Regions from separate parts of the Zea mays genome. Here region 2 is linked to region 1. The links are chromatin contacts, called in public Hi-C maps. All regions are on one chromosome and are shown on one strand. Each heading gives the region's core, a stretch centred on a gene start, on an enhancer-like site or on the middle of the called end of the contact. The rest is flanking DNA. Distances are from core to core; before and after follow the strand shown.

Evidence for each region. Hi-C and Micro-C count contacts between places; a contact is called where the count stands out from the background.
Region 2: a Hi-C map of ear shows a contact between it and region 1, with 1.9 times the contacts expected there. The contact joins the promoter of LOC100274198 here to the promoter of LOC103636702 in region 1. A contact is called at or near these places in 2 of 25 Hi-C or Micro-C datasets (ear and leaf).

The regions. Positions count from the first base shown.
Region 1 is chr8:4,685,341-4,691,547 of Zm-B73-REFERENCE-NAM-5.0, reverse strand. LOC103636702 (peroxidase 9) reads right to left here and starts at 2,949. Exons shown (of 3, transcript XM_020542838.2): 1 at 2,561-2,949; 2 at 2,277-2,468; 3 at 1,317-2,095. The coding sequence starts at 2,842. The coding sequence ends at 1,508.
Region 2 is chr8:4,849,783-4,856,470 of Zm-B73-REFERENCE-NAM-5.0, reverse strand. It overlaps LOC100274198, which reads right to left and starts at 4,749. Exons shown (of 5, transcript NM_001148570.1): 1 at 4,428-4,749; 2 at 2,189-2,806; 3 at 1,887-1,921; 4 at 803-1,783; 5 at 234-629. The coding sequence starts at 2,531. The coding sequence ends at 848.

The DNA.
Region 1 (6,207 bases), core at 1,700-4,199:
TTCGAAGTCCTCTACGGTCGCAAGCCCCGATCCCTGGGAATTTCTGTTGATGATACTGTCCCTGCTTCACTATCAGATTGGCTCCAGGAACGGTCTCACATGCAGGACCTCATCCATCAGCACCTGATTCGGTCGCAACAACGGATGAAGCGTCAGGCTGATAAGAACAGGACCGAACGCTCGTTTGCTGTCGGCGATTGGGTTTATTTGAAACTTCAGCCCTATGTGCAGTCGTCCGTGTTGCCGCGTGCTAACCACAAGTTAAGCTTCAAATATTTTGGTCCTTATCAAATCACCGATTCAGTCGGCAAGGTTGCTTATCGCTTGGCTCTGCCTGCTGCCAGCAAGATCCATCCCGTTGTGCATGTCTCCCAGCTCAAACTAGCCGCTGGTTACAAGGGCCCTGTTCCGGCCACATTGCCTACTGATTTCCCAGAATTTGCTATTCCTATCCAGGTGCTTCAGACCAGAGGAATTACCAAAGGGCATCGCTTTGTGCAGCAAGTTCTCGTGGAATGGTCCGGATTACCCCGCGACTTGGCTACTTGGGAGGACCTTGAAGCTTTGCGCCAATGCTTTCCGTTTGCCCCTGCTTGGGGTCAAGCAGGCTTCCAAGGGGGAGGGAATGTTACCCCTCTGCCTCCATCGAGCAGTCCACAGAAGCAGCCAGGAAGAAGGGAGCCTGGAAGAAGGGAGCGGCGTCCTAACGTCCGACTGGTGGGCCCGGAATGGGCGTGAATGTGCGCCATCCGTCGCGTGTGGCTGTGTGTGTGGGGCTGCGTCCCCGTGGCGTGTGAGCGGACCGCCTGTAATAACCAGGAACTCTGTCTGGGCGTGGGGACATTATTCATCTGAACAATAGAAACTCTGAAGAGAGCTCTCTGTTCTCTCCTATCTCTGTCTTCTACCTCTGCCTTCTCCTACCTCCATATCCCCTACCCTAACAGGAAACGAGTCGAGGATCCCCTTCCGCTTAGTGTTGATCACGCACTTCTTTTTTCATTTTGTAATCAGAAAACAAGAACACAGATAAGTGCAGACAGTTCTCAGTTGACTGAGAATCTGATTATAAGCGGAAACAAAAAGGCTCATTAGTCCTTGGTTGTTAAGTCCAGCCCCAAAATGTCACCTAAATTTTAGTGGAGTAGAAGCTAAGGACATGATTATGCAATGAATGACTTAGTTAGCATTTGGTTATAGAGCCAATTAGAATGGAACGACGCCGTCCGAAAAATTCAGGGAGTCAAATGGTTCAATATTTGAGCATAGTATTTCATTTTTAGATCCTATATGGAACCAATTCAAACAAGAACAGATTAGAAGCAGAGTGACTCCGTCCCACGTTACTCTGGAACCAAACGTTGTCTTAATAAACGCACTATTTTAGAGCAAAAGAAGATGATGAGATACATTTCATTGAAAATAGTGGCCTTACAGTTGACATCATGTGAATGAAATTTCCCGTCATAAGCAAAGGAACCTGACTGAAACTGAAGCCTTTCAACGACTAGATCTCCTGATTGACCCTACGGCAGTTCTTGCGGATTTCTCCATCGTGACCCGTGAGGGGATTTATGTTCCCCATTTTGGTTACTGAACTCACGTAGTGCTCAAAGAACAGCGCCTCGTCTTCGGCATAACTCTTGACTAGGCCTGCAATTTCGGGGTCTCTTCCTGTCCACAGAACCTCGTCCGAATTGAGAAGCCCTTTCCCCTCCAGTACCAGCTTATAATAGCTGTTGTCAAATCGCGAAGGGCTGACGAGATCCAGTGGCCGTATCTCGCCGTCGCCACCGGCGCGTGGGCACGCCGACGCCAACGTGTGGTAGAAACTCGTCTCTAGCGTGCTGTCCGGTCTGTTATCTCTGTGCTGGTTGTAGAGCCGTTGCTTGAAACTCACGCATCTGGCACTTCCAATGGTGTGGCTTCCTGATAGTGCCACAAGGTCCACCTTGTCCAGCCCTTGCCTTCGGAAGAACTTGATGAGACGGTGCAGTGTTGCGTTTGGTGGAGGAAGGTTCTTGTTTGCTAGCTTCATGTTTGCTGTCCTTGAGTCCCTCCTTCCTAATGGAAGCTCCCAGTACGGTCCACCACTCTGTCAGGTGAGAAGAAGCTTAATTATATCGATTAAATATAACAACTGGACCAAGACTAAAGGAAATAAAACATGTTTTTTTGTGGGAAATCCCTTACATTTTCTACTCATGTAAAACTAGCTACTGCAGGTTGTTGTCAATGCCATCACTTGAATTTAGCTAGAGAGATTTATTTCTTACCAGCACTGTCGAACCTCTGGCTGCCAGGGCGACAGTGTCAGCACAGGACACTGTCTGCGGACATGCTTCCTCGAGTGCAGCTTTGATCTCGTCTATGACCTCAAACCCCCTAATGGAATCCTTGTTGGGGATAGCGTTTTTCTCGCTCACGACTTCCTCAGCGTCATCCAAAAGAACCGACGCATCGCAGCCCTGCGATAGTGCGATTAGTTTCATCGCATGAACCACGGCCGGGACAAAAGAGACGATTGACCAAATAGAGAACATGAGACCGTGCTGCTAACCTGGACAAAGCAGTCATGGAAGAGGAGCCTGAGAAGGGAGGCAGCTACCCGTGGTTCCTTTGCGATAGCCTTCTTCAGTATGGGCGCCACAGTCTCGTCAGCTTGCGGGCATGTCAACCTGTAGTAGTCTGTAGAAAGACCTGGGATTGGAGCACTTCCGATTGGAGGGTGGTGGGCTCCCTCGTGGTGGTGACCAGGACCAGGAGGGAAGAAGGCAAGGGAGCCACAGAAGTAGAAGGAAGCAACGAAGATTGCACCGAGGACTGTGTTGATTGAAGCCATGGGTGGGTTCTTGGATGCTGCTGTTGTGGGGTGATTTCTGCTTCCTATTTATAGACGCTCATGTGTGATTCCACTATGGGTCACTCCATCCACTCCACTTCTGGAAAGCGTCAGCAGTTTGCGTCAGGTGTACCTGATTTAGAGGTTGCTTCTGTATAGTTTTTGTTACTTGTCTGTTTGCCACTACTGTCTCATGTCCTATTATTGCCATGAGTGACCAGCTGCCTAAACCCTTCACGTCGCGTCTATTATTAGTCCAACCCCCCCCCCCCCCCCCCCCCCTCCACATGAGATCATCAAGTTTCATTTTGTAAAGGCTATGTCTGCCTTCCCATCAAAAATGTGACCACGTGACTCCTGTCCAAATATTATAGAAAATATGGTCGTCTTATTTCATCCCTCCTTGTACATTCAACCAAACACATCCTAAATAAATCTTGGTAAATGTACAGCATGAAGTGGTGGCAGTAGCTTCACCCACTCTAGAGTCTAGATGCGTCCTTGTACGTATATATGATTCAGTAGTAGGATGGACATAGTGGCGCAGGAAGTACGAACTAACACGGGTACATCTAGATTGAATTGTATTATTGTACCACAGTGGCACAGTGCATTGAGCTCCCCACCTGCTGTTAGTAGTTAGACTAGCAGTTAGTAGAGCGGTGGTTAGACTAGCAGTTAGTAGAGCGGCCTTCTGCCGGACGGAATTTTCTCGCTTAGGGATTCAAGAGGTTAAAATCTCTTCCTTATTCAAATTTGAATAAAGAGGAGATTTTAACCCATTCAATCGCCTCCGATTCTTAAACTCCTAAACTAGTTCTTACAGTCGAACATAATTCCTTCTTTTGTTTATTTAGTAGTTGAAACGTGAGACTGATAGTGTCTACCTGTCATTGCAGTACTGCACTTGCAACTGCAGCAGAGTTGCAGTTGCAAGTAATTCGAAATTATGGTACGTACATGGCAGGCAGCATTGACGACAATCCCAGCAAGCAGCTAGTAGTACCGACATCTCGCAAGTCGATCGCAATCAGCTAGCCCGTGGGCCGTGCGTGGCCTTGGGCCGGCGTTGTCGGCATGCTGGCCTTCCGCGTAGCCTTGACTTCATGAAAGAAAAAGGTATCAAACGTTGAACTTGAACAGGGTCTCAATTGGCGTCGCGCTCTCATCTACTAGGGCATTATCTCAGGGCAGTATACTTTCCGAACTAGCAACGGGCACGTGGCCTGGCACTGTAGCGGCCCAACATGAGAACGGTCCAGTCCGAATGGAAGTGTGTTTGGGCCGGCCCGACATGTCACATTTGGAATTAAGGATAAATTCAAATGTATCTTAAATACGTGTTAGAATCAAATCTCACACATATGATAACTCATGATACAGAAAACAATATCATATATTTATCACTTAATATAATTTCTGTACAAAAATAACTAAATAAAATACACCGTTGACTGGGTGACGACGATATAAACCTCTCTGAACACATCTTCATGATCCTTCTCTAGCGGTACATGTTCCTGACCTGCTGTGATTATAGAAAGAGTGAGCTCACATACGGTCATCGCTCAACAAGTGTGGGTAAAAATCACATACGGTCATCGCTCAACAAGTGTGGGTAAAAGTGTAGTGTAAGACTTACCAAGGAATATGGTTAAGACAGAGCATTGTTTTTAACTTTGTTGATCAAAATTTTATTAGCAATTACAAAGTATAAGTAAATACGATCCCAATTAAATAAGAGATTATAGATGAAATATCACATCATACAATGCATATGTCAAGTTAAGTTTAGTTCCATCATTTAAATCATGCGAGAGGCTCAAGCAATGCTCTGGTGGTAGGTGCTGGGAATTGGGTCGGGCCGGGCCAGTCCGGTCCAAGCCCATCGTGCTTCGTGCCAAACGGGTTCGGGCCAGGAAAGCCCAAACAATTTTTGGGTCGTGCTGTGCCAGCCCGAAGTGTAAAAACAGTGGCCCAGCCTGGCCCTAAACCATGTCGTGCCTTCGTTGGGCCGTGTCGGCCCAAGCCCGGCCCGTATATTTGACCACATAAAATCAAAATATTATAACCATATAAAGTATATAGCTTACTAAATTAAAGATATTAAACAATTATAACATCGTTTAACCACATAAACTCCAAATATAACAACAATATAAAGTCGATATCTTACTAAATTAAAGAAATTAAATAGATTGGTCTCAATTAGGCCGTGCCGGCCCAAGCCCGGCTTATCTATGCGGGCCGTGCTGGGGGCCCGATAGGTCGGAATTTGAGGCCTGGCCCAGGCCCGCCTTCGGGTCATGCTAGCCCGGCTCATATTACTTCGTGTCGGGCCGTGCTTTGGGCTCTTATTTTCGGGTCGTGCTCGTGCTGGCCCGAAAAGCCCGACCCAAATTCCCAGCACTAGTAGCACTGTTTCAGGCAAAAGGGAGTATAGGAATCTCTCGTCTGAAAAGCTATCACAGACAGATCGACCCCCTTGATCTCCCTATACTCTGCAGTGATTCACTCCACGCTTGCCCCTTTTGAGTAAGGTAATCACTCACTAGCTTCCCTAATTAATTGGTCAAGGGAGTCTCATTCCACCCTTGTGGTAGCACTGTTGTCTCAGAAGGTGTCAATCAGTCGTACCTCTTCGTTTATATAATGGGGAGGTCTCAACCCGTTATAACACTAGTACAGAGAAGTTCTATAGTGGCGGTTGTAAACCTATTTATAGTGGCGTTTTTCGTAACCGCCAGTGCTAGGGGCCAGTAGAAATCATCATTTTTACAGGCGGGTAACTGAGGACCGCCAGTGAAAATCGATTTTCACTGGCGGTCGGCGTAATAAAACCGCCAGTGAAAATCGATTTTCACTGGCGGGCGACGTAATAAAACCGCCAGTGCAAATCGTTTCCAGGAAACATAAAACATATTCTAAAAATAGTTAAAAAAATTATTTTTATTAGGCCCACCCCAACCGCAAGTCGCGGCATTTTTCGCGCAAAATTCGTGCGCTACGCGGTTGTTAGTATTCGAACCGTCGACCTCACCCTCGCGCATACCCTTCCTTACCACTCCGTCTATGACATGTCTTGTGTCTAGTTTGTAGTTGTTTTCTTCACATATTACAACCATTTGAGTGTAAATTGCTTATTTGAGACTCTAAACGAATTCAAATAAAAAAGTTGTCAACTACAAAGATAAATAACTTTTAAAGTTCTACAACTTTTATTTTGACACTTTTTTCATCCGAGGTAGTTTGCAAAATTTGAATTTTAAATTTGACATACTTAGATTCAATTTTTGAGAACCGAAATGAGTTCAAACAAAAAAGTTGTCAACTACAAAGTTTCATAACTTTTAGAGATCTACAAC
Region 2 (6,688 bases), core at 3,500-5,999, 160 kb before region 1:
ACTAACTATGAGAATCATTATTAGTATTAACTAACTATGAGAATTATTATATTAGTATTAACTAACTATGAGAAATAAGTTGATGATGAATCAGCTCATTCTATTCCACAAACCAAACAAAAAATACGGAATAAAAAGATGAGACTAACTCACTCCTCAAACCAAACACCCTATAAGTGCGTCTATATTTAGTATATGTGAACGCAAGGATGATCAGTTCAGCCAATCTGATTGAAAAGTTCTACAGTACCACTAAAGCCTTCAAATTAAACGCATTCCATCAACCACCAACAAATACCTTAGCCAATAATTAAAAAAACTGCGGGTACAGTAAATAATCTAGCATGCTGGTTGTGTAATCTTATAACCCAGCATTGGGCCTTAAATCCAGGAAGGCCACACCGTTTCTGTTAGATCGATACTACTATTACTTAGATGCAAGCGGGGCCTACAACGACCCTGCCTCGCATGGTATAAGAAACCTTGTTGTGCGCTCTGCACCAGTATCAGAATACGATGGCTGAGAGAAACTTCCAAATATGTTGGTTGCTCGGCAGCCCTTGTATACTGGGGAGTTCACCTCCACTAGCTTGCATGCTGAGGAGTTCACCTCTTCTTAAAGATCCTTCCTGTGGAAAGAACACAAATTCAATTAATCATGCTATTGTCGGCTTTAAACTGTTCAGAGATGACATGACATTCCAAATTCGACACTAGTTTGAATTTTAGTAACCTGCTTTAAACTGTTCCATGATGACAAAAGGAATAGGACTAGTAATCTGCTATATGAAATTGAACTTACCAAAACATAATAATTGAGACCAACCCACCTAACGACAATTGGATTCTATTCTACTCTCTCCCAGTGTCTTGCCCAGAATCCCTTCTTTCTTGTGGAATCAGTTTCTGAGACCGACCGAGGTGGTCGAGATCCAATGGAGAAATGTCTCCTCAAAAATGGACGACTAAATGGGACCTTCATGCTTGAACTTGTACCTAACCTGGGCTCTCTTCTACCTTTCTTCTGGTGCTTATTACTACTATTCCCATCTAGATTAATATCAACTGACACATTTTTTGGTATCTTGTTCTTGATCTTTGATTCCAGCTTCCCAAATAGCTTCACTGAAAATTTCTCACCGTGCGTGCACACAGGGCATGGAGGATCATATTTGTCAGCTTCTGTAGTTATGCTGTCCAGACAGTCAGCATGGTATGCATGTCCACACAACAAAACAGCAACAACAGCCAGCTCCTGCGCGTTCCATGTCGATCTCTCCTTTAGCAGCTTTAAACACAGCTTGCACACGTCTTGGTCAGGGGGGCGTGTAGTAGAACTCGAAGCACTTGATCTTGTCATTTTACTAGAAATGGATCCCAAGAGCTCACTGTCAAGTGACCACCTCTCTCTTTGGGATGTTGAGACCATTTCAGAAAATGTGCGCATTGACCAACCATCGGATGACTCACCATAGGATCCTGCTGCTGACAAGTCGTTGCTGCAGGCTGATAACATGGAAGAGGGAGGCCTTCCTTCAGGAGACCTTATCTCATTGAGAGATCTGAGAGATGGAATTTTACTGTCCGAAACCTGTCTGTATAATTGATACCCTGGTGACCGCCATGCTTTCTTCATCAAATCTGAATCTGTAGGTTGAGAATGCCCCTTGGAGGATGACGGATCTGCTCTGGATACTAAGGGTGGCGTTGAAGGAACAGACACTGAAGTCTTCAAATCTGAAGCAACACTTGATATGTCCAGTGATTTCCTGGAAAGCTTTGTCTGCACATATTACAAAAAAGATGTCAGACAACAAATGCATCGGTATTACCATTGCATGGAACCTAGAAGGTAACAACTTGGCAGGTAGCTTAATGTTGCATACCTCAGGAGAAGAGTTACTTGCTGTGGAGCGATCAGCTGAAAATAAGTAAAAATCAGTAAACAAAGTCCATCAGGTTAGGGGATTACAATTATACTCCCTCTGTTCCAAATTATGAGACATTTTGAATTTTTTAGATACATTGTTTCTACAATGTATCTAGACATAGTGTATATTTATGTGCATAGCAAAAGCTATGTATCTAGAAAAAACGAAACATCTTATAATTGGAATGGAGGGAGTAATGGAGTATAAAGGATTTTGCTTAATGAAAGCATAAGCCATAGCATCAAACTGTGCACTACCTCGAGAATCAGACTTTGTAACCTTGCGTGCTTCCATTTTTTTATCAGATTTGTGCCACTTTGCTCCATGGAACACATTGGAAGGGCTAGTTCCAAGGCTATTTCCATTAGAGAACCCTTCAGTTGGAGCAATGGAACCACTCTTTGTATCAGGATGAATGCTTCCACTACTATGGTTGGAGAACAGAGTAGGAATATCCATTATGTCTTCTATATGTGTGCGATTGTCCCATCGAATGTTCCATGATGGCGAGCGCCTCACATTCCTGTATGTCGATACTTCTATAGGAGTGATGCACGGCTGTGTCCTCTCCTTTGCAGCAACGCAGCAATTAGCTCCCATATTGCTTAAGCAGGGGAATTAATATGCTCAGTTTTAACGCTGAGGAAGGACACGCCCGTTGCAGTGGTGAGAGGTGTCTCACTGAGTCACCAGGTCACGGGTTCAAAGCCACATCTCTGCATTTGCAGGGGGGAGGCTTGCTTCGGATTATCCCTTCCCTAGAACCCACTCATGTGGGAGCCTCTGGCACCAGGTCTGCCCCTTTTACAGTTTTAACATTGAGATGCTCTGAGTTCATTCACGCGATACAAATTTTACAACCCAACACTGCCTAGCTGTACAGGGATACAATAACAATAATAAGGTCGTCTTCAATAAAGAAATGAGCAAAAACTTAGTATAAAGTTAAACACGATAGTATGTAGTATAGACATGTGCACTCTAAGCCTACAGAGGGAGCTAGGGGTACCACATAGACAGAAGAAAACACCCCCAAAGAGGAAGCTAAGGGGCATCCACAACAAGATCATCAAAAGAACCAGTATGATTGGAATTATTATTATTTGTCGAATAGAAATGCACATGATAATCTTGTAGCCTTTAGGAATCTATTCCCTAGGTTCCAAATTATAAGACATCTTCGTTTTTCTAGATACACTATGTCTAGATAAATAATAAAAGCTATGTATCTAGAAAAGCCAAGACGTCCTATAATTTAGAATGCAGGGAGTACTACAAATGCAATCCACAACGAATTGGGCAGCATATTGCAGGGGTTGGACTACTGAAGGGACTGGAGAGAGGCAATGGAACGTGACGAAGTCACAAAAGGAGAAAGATAAACTAATGAGTCCAACAAGACAAGAATGATCAGATAGGGGGCCATAAGTCCAAATTAGGAATTTAGGATATAAAAAAACAAAATACTACGTGTTTCTGCTGTATTTGAATTTATTTGGGTAGGCAGAAGTGTATGGAGAAAACAAATGTTGTAGCAAATGGAAGAACACTAGTACCATGTTTTTAGTACATTTGCATTTCTCATACATCCCTAAATACTTAAGAGGTGGGAACATCAAGGGTCTGTTTGGTTTGATGACTAACTTGCCACACTTTGCCTAACTTTTATGCCTAAGGTTAGTTATTCAATTCGAACGACTAACCTTAGGCAAAGTGTGGCAGGTTTAGCCACAAACCAAACAGCCCCCAACATCTATAAAGCAACCACTTCACTTATTCACAATAAGAAAGCTAAAAATAATCAAAAGTAGATGTTTGTTTATAATTGAAGGCACAAAGTTAGGGAAGCTGGCTAACTACAGTCGGATGAAAATGTGTGGAGGAAGAAAGCAACTGTTAGGTAGACCAGCAACAAGATATTCCAAAACCAAAGTTCACTCAAAGGCCAGATCCTTCACCCCAAACAACAAAATAGCATATCGCAACTATTCTTACTGCCGAATAAGCACTGTGCAAAACCATGGCAGGATGGAACAAGTAGAGCTAGTTTGAGAATTCCATTTTCTAAGCGATTTCTATTTTCCCAAGGAAAAATGAACTAATTTCCCTTGGGAAAATGGAAATCTCTGGGAAAATGGGGTTCCCAAACTAGCCTGTATAGTATTTTATTGATCGGTATCCAATTAAAGCAAAGCCAGAATACAATACGATGCGCAATTCGACAGGTCATGATTATATTGCCTTCAAGCAACAATTATTCTCCGTGTAATTTTTCCCCCGTCGATAAGTAACTAAATGTTTCGATATTTAACTGATAAATCACGAAAGAGCCGATGGTAAATTAAATCTACCTGACGAATTTGTGGCAGGAACTAACACAATATCAGGTAAAACCAATACTACATCACACTTGAATCATATGCAAAGATTACAGATCACTAGGATAACAGATGAGAAGGTAGCACCTATTAAAACTCACAATTCATCAGGAGCTACCTGCCCGAACGGCACCGAAATTCTCCATTTTGAGCACCAACGCGAAAAGGTGCCCCCTAAGTTCGTGGAAATTACCTCGGCCCCGATCTGCCAGACTAACATCCAGCGGCTGCACCGTCGCCGAAGAAACCTCGACCTAACGGCGCGGGACCCGGATCCGACACCGCTGGACCGCAGCGACGCCCGGCGCCTAAGACCGCTCACGCCGACGAAGCAGGTGTAAATTTCGTTAGGGTTGGGGCTCGGCTGGCGGGGGTGAGATTGTGAGGGACGGGAATGGAAGCGACGGGGAGGAAGGGGAGAGAACGGCAGCGTGGTCGCGTGGATGGGAATGGGTCTCGGACTCTCGGTCGCCGCTTGGCGCTGTGCCTGCCTGCGAGCGGAAACGAAACAGCTCCGTGCTCCGGCCACCACTTGAGTGGACACGAGACCGCGCCTCGCGACGCTTCCGTCCCCTGGGCCACGTGGCCCCGCGCCCCAGCCTGCGTGTTCCACACCCGGGCCCACAGTACACGGTCTCCACCTCTGTTTCTAGTTTCTACGACGTGTTTCCGGTAGTCGCTATACCGTGGTTTGTCTCGGGAATATTTTTAATAATGATATGATCAATTAAAGGATATAGGCAGAGCAATTTTATTTATATTAGCCCACAGCGAGTTTTATCATATTATCATGTCACATATAAATATTATCATATAACTTATGTTGGCGACTTTTTGTCACCAAACACTATAATGAACCGTCTGACTGTACTTACACCTTTAGATGATATAGGGTCGAATAAAGTGGTTATCTTGGAGGTGGAGCAACATATCTATGATAGTCACCACATATTTGGGACCAAACAGCAACGAACCATATGGCCTTCTCGTGATGAGCAATACATTGGTTTTGGCTCCGCGAGGTGAACAGTGGCGGTGGTCCACGACGGGTCGCCCGGCGGTGCTCGTTGCGGCAACGCGGACGGTCCGCGAGCTAGCGATAGGAGCGGCTTCTTCCATGTGTGCTGTTCGGACGGTCCGCGCTCTGGGCCTGACGATCCGTGATGGCGTAAGATCGTCTTCTTCTCGTAGGACCTAAATCCCGCCCCCTGGAGGAGGAGAGACCTTAGGGTGCTCCGGGTCAGCAGGTCACCCGGGGCATCTCTAGACGACGTAGAGACGCCTAGGAATTAAGAGATCAATTTGAGGAAGAGATCTTGAGTGAAGTAGACGAAGTAAATCTTGCCCTTAGGAGGGGTAAGATCCTAGGGTCGACAAGCCACCCCAGGACAGATCTAGACGACGTAGAGTCGAATAGGGGTCGAGGTGGATATGCGGAAGGCTACAACTACGTTACATCTACTCATAGGGCAGGAAAAGTAAATAAAATAGATATGTTCGATTGGAATGTGTTCGTGAGCTTCTCAATCGGTCGTACCCCTTTATATTTTTAGGGGAGAAGGTCTGGGCATGTTCCTAGGCGATAGCCAACAACTCCTACGTGATTAGATGAATAACCACACACGAGATAAGGACAATCACCCGATTTCATCTAATCGCGGGGCACACGGACTGTCCAGGCCCAAGGGCCGGACCGTCCGCCACTTTTGGTGCTCAACATATGCCCCCCTGCCTTTTGGTGGAGCTTGGTGAACCAAAAGCACCAGCGCACTTCGGAAACAATAGATCTCATGAGTTGTTTTGTTCTCGAAGTAAGGACTCAACTCGATGCAAGTCATTAGCTCTTGTGATCAGATAATATAAATATTTGATGTACAGAGGCCGTTTTGGATTGCATCTTCTTCAGCCATGTCTGCCTGATCAACATGTCAATAGGCAAAACTTGTGGTGCCCCCAACCCGAATAAGCAAATAGATTGGGCCAGTAAACTGAATTCATCGCCGTAGCACCCCACACTTGAGTAACACATCGGCAATGAATAAACTGGAAAGCAATGTGACATCCCTAGAGGAGGATGCTTGGGCGATGTTGGTTGTACTACATTTTGGGTCAGTTTAGTTGGCTTTTACTTTCGCACAGATTGTCCTTTTGACTTTGTTCGTTTTAGTGGTCGATCGTGTGGAACGACCTTCTTCATATATTTAGCAAGTAACTGATTAAAAGTAGGGCCGCCTCTGCTGAGCCGGCCAAACGTCCTGGAAGTGTTTTGCTCACTAGTACTTATCTTAGGACGTTGTGGTCTGACAGTCTATGATCGCTGCTACTTCTGGTTGTTCACGGACCGTCCGGCCTTCATAGTCGGACTGTTCGCGCCTGCCT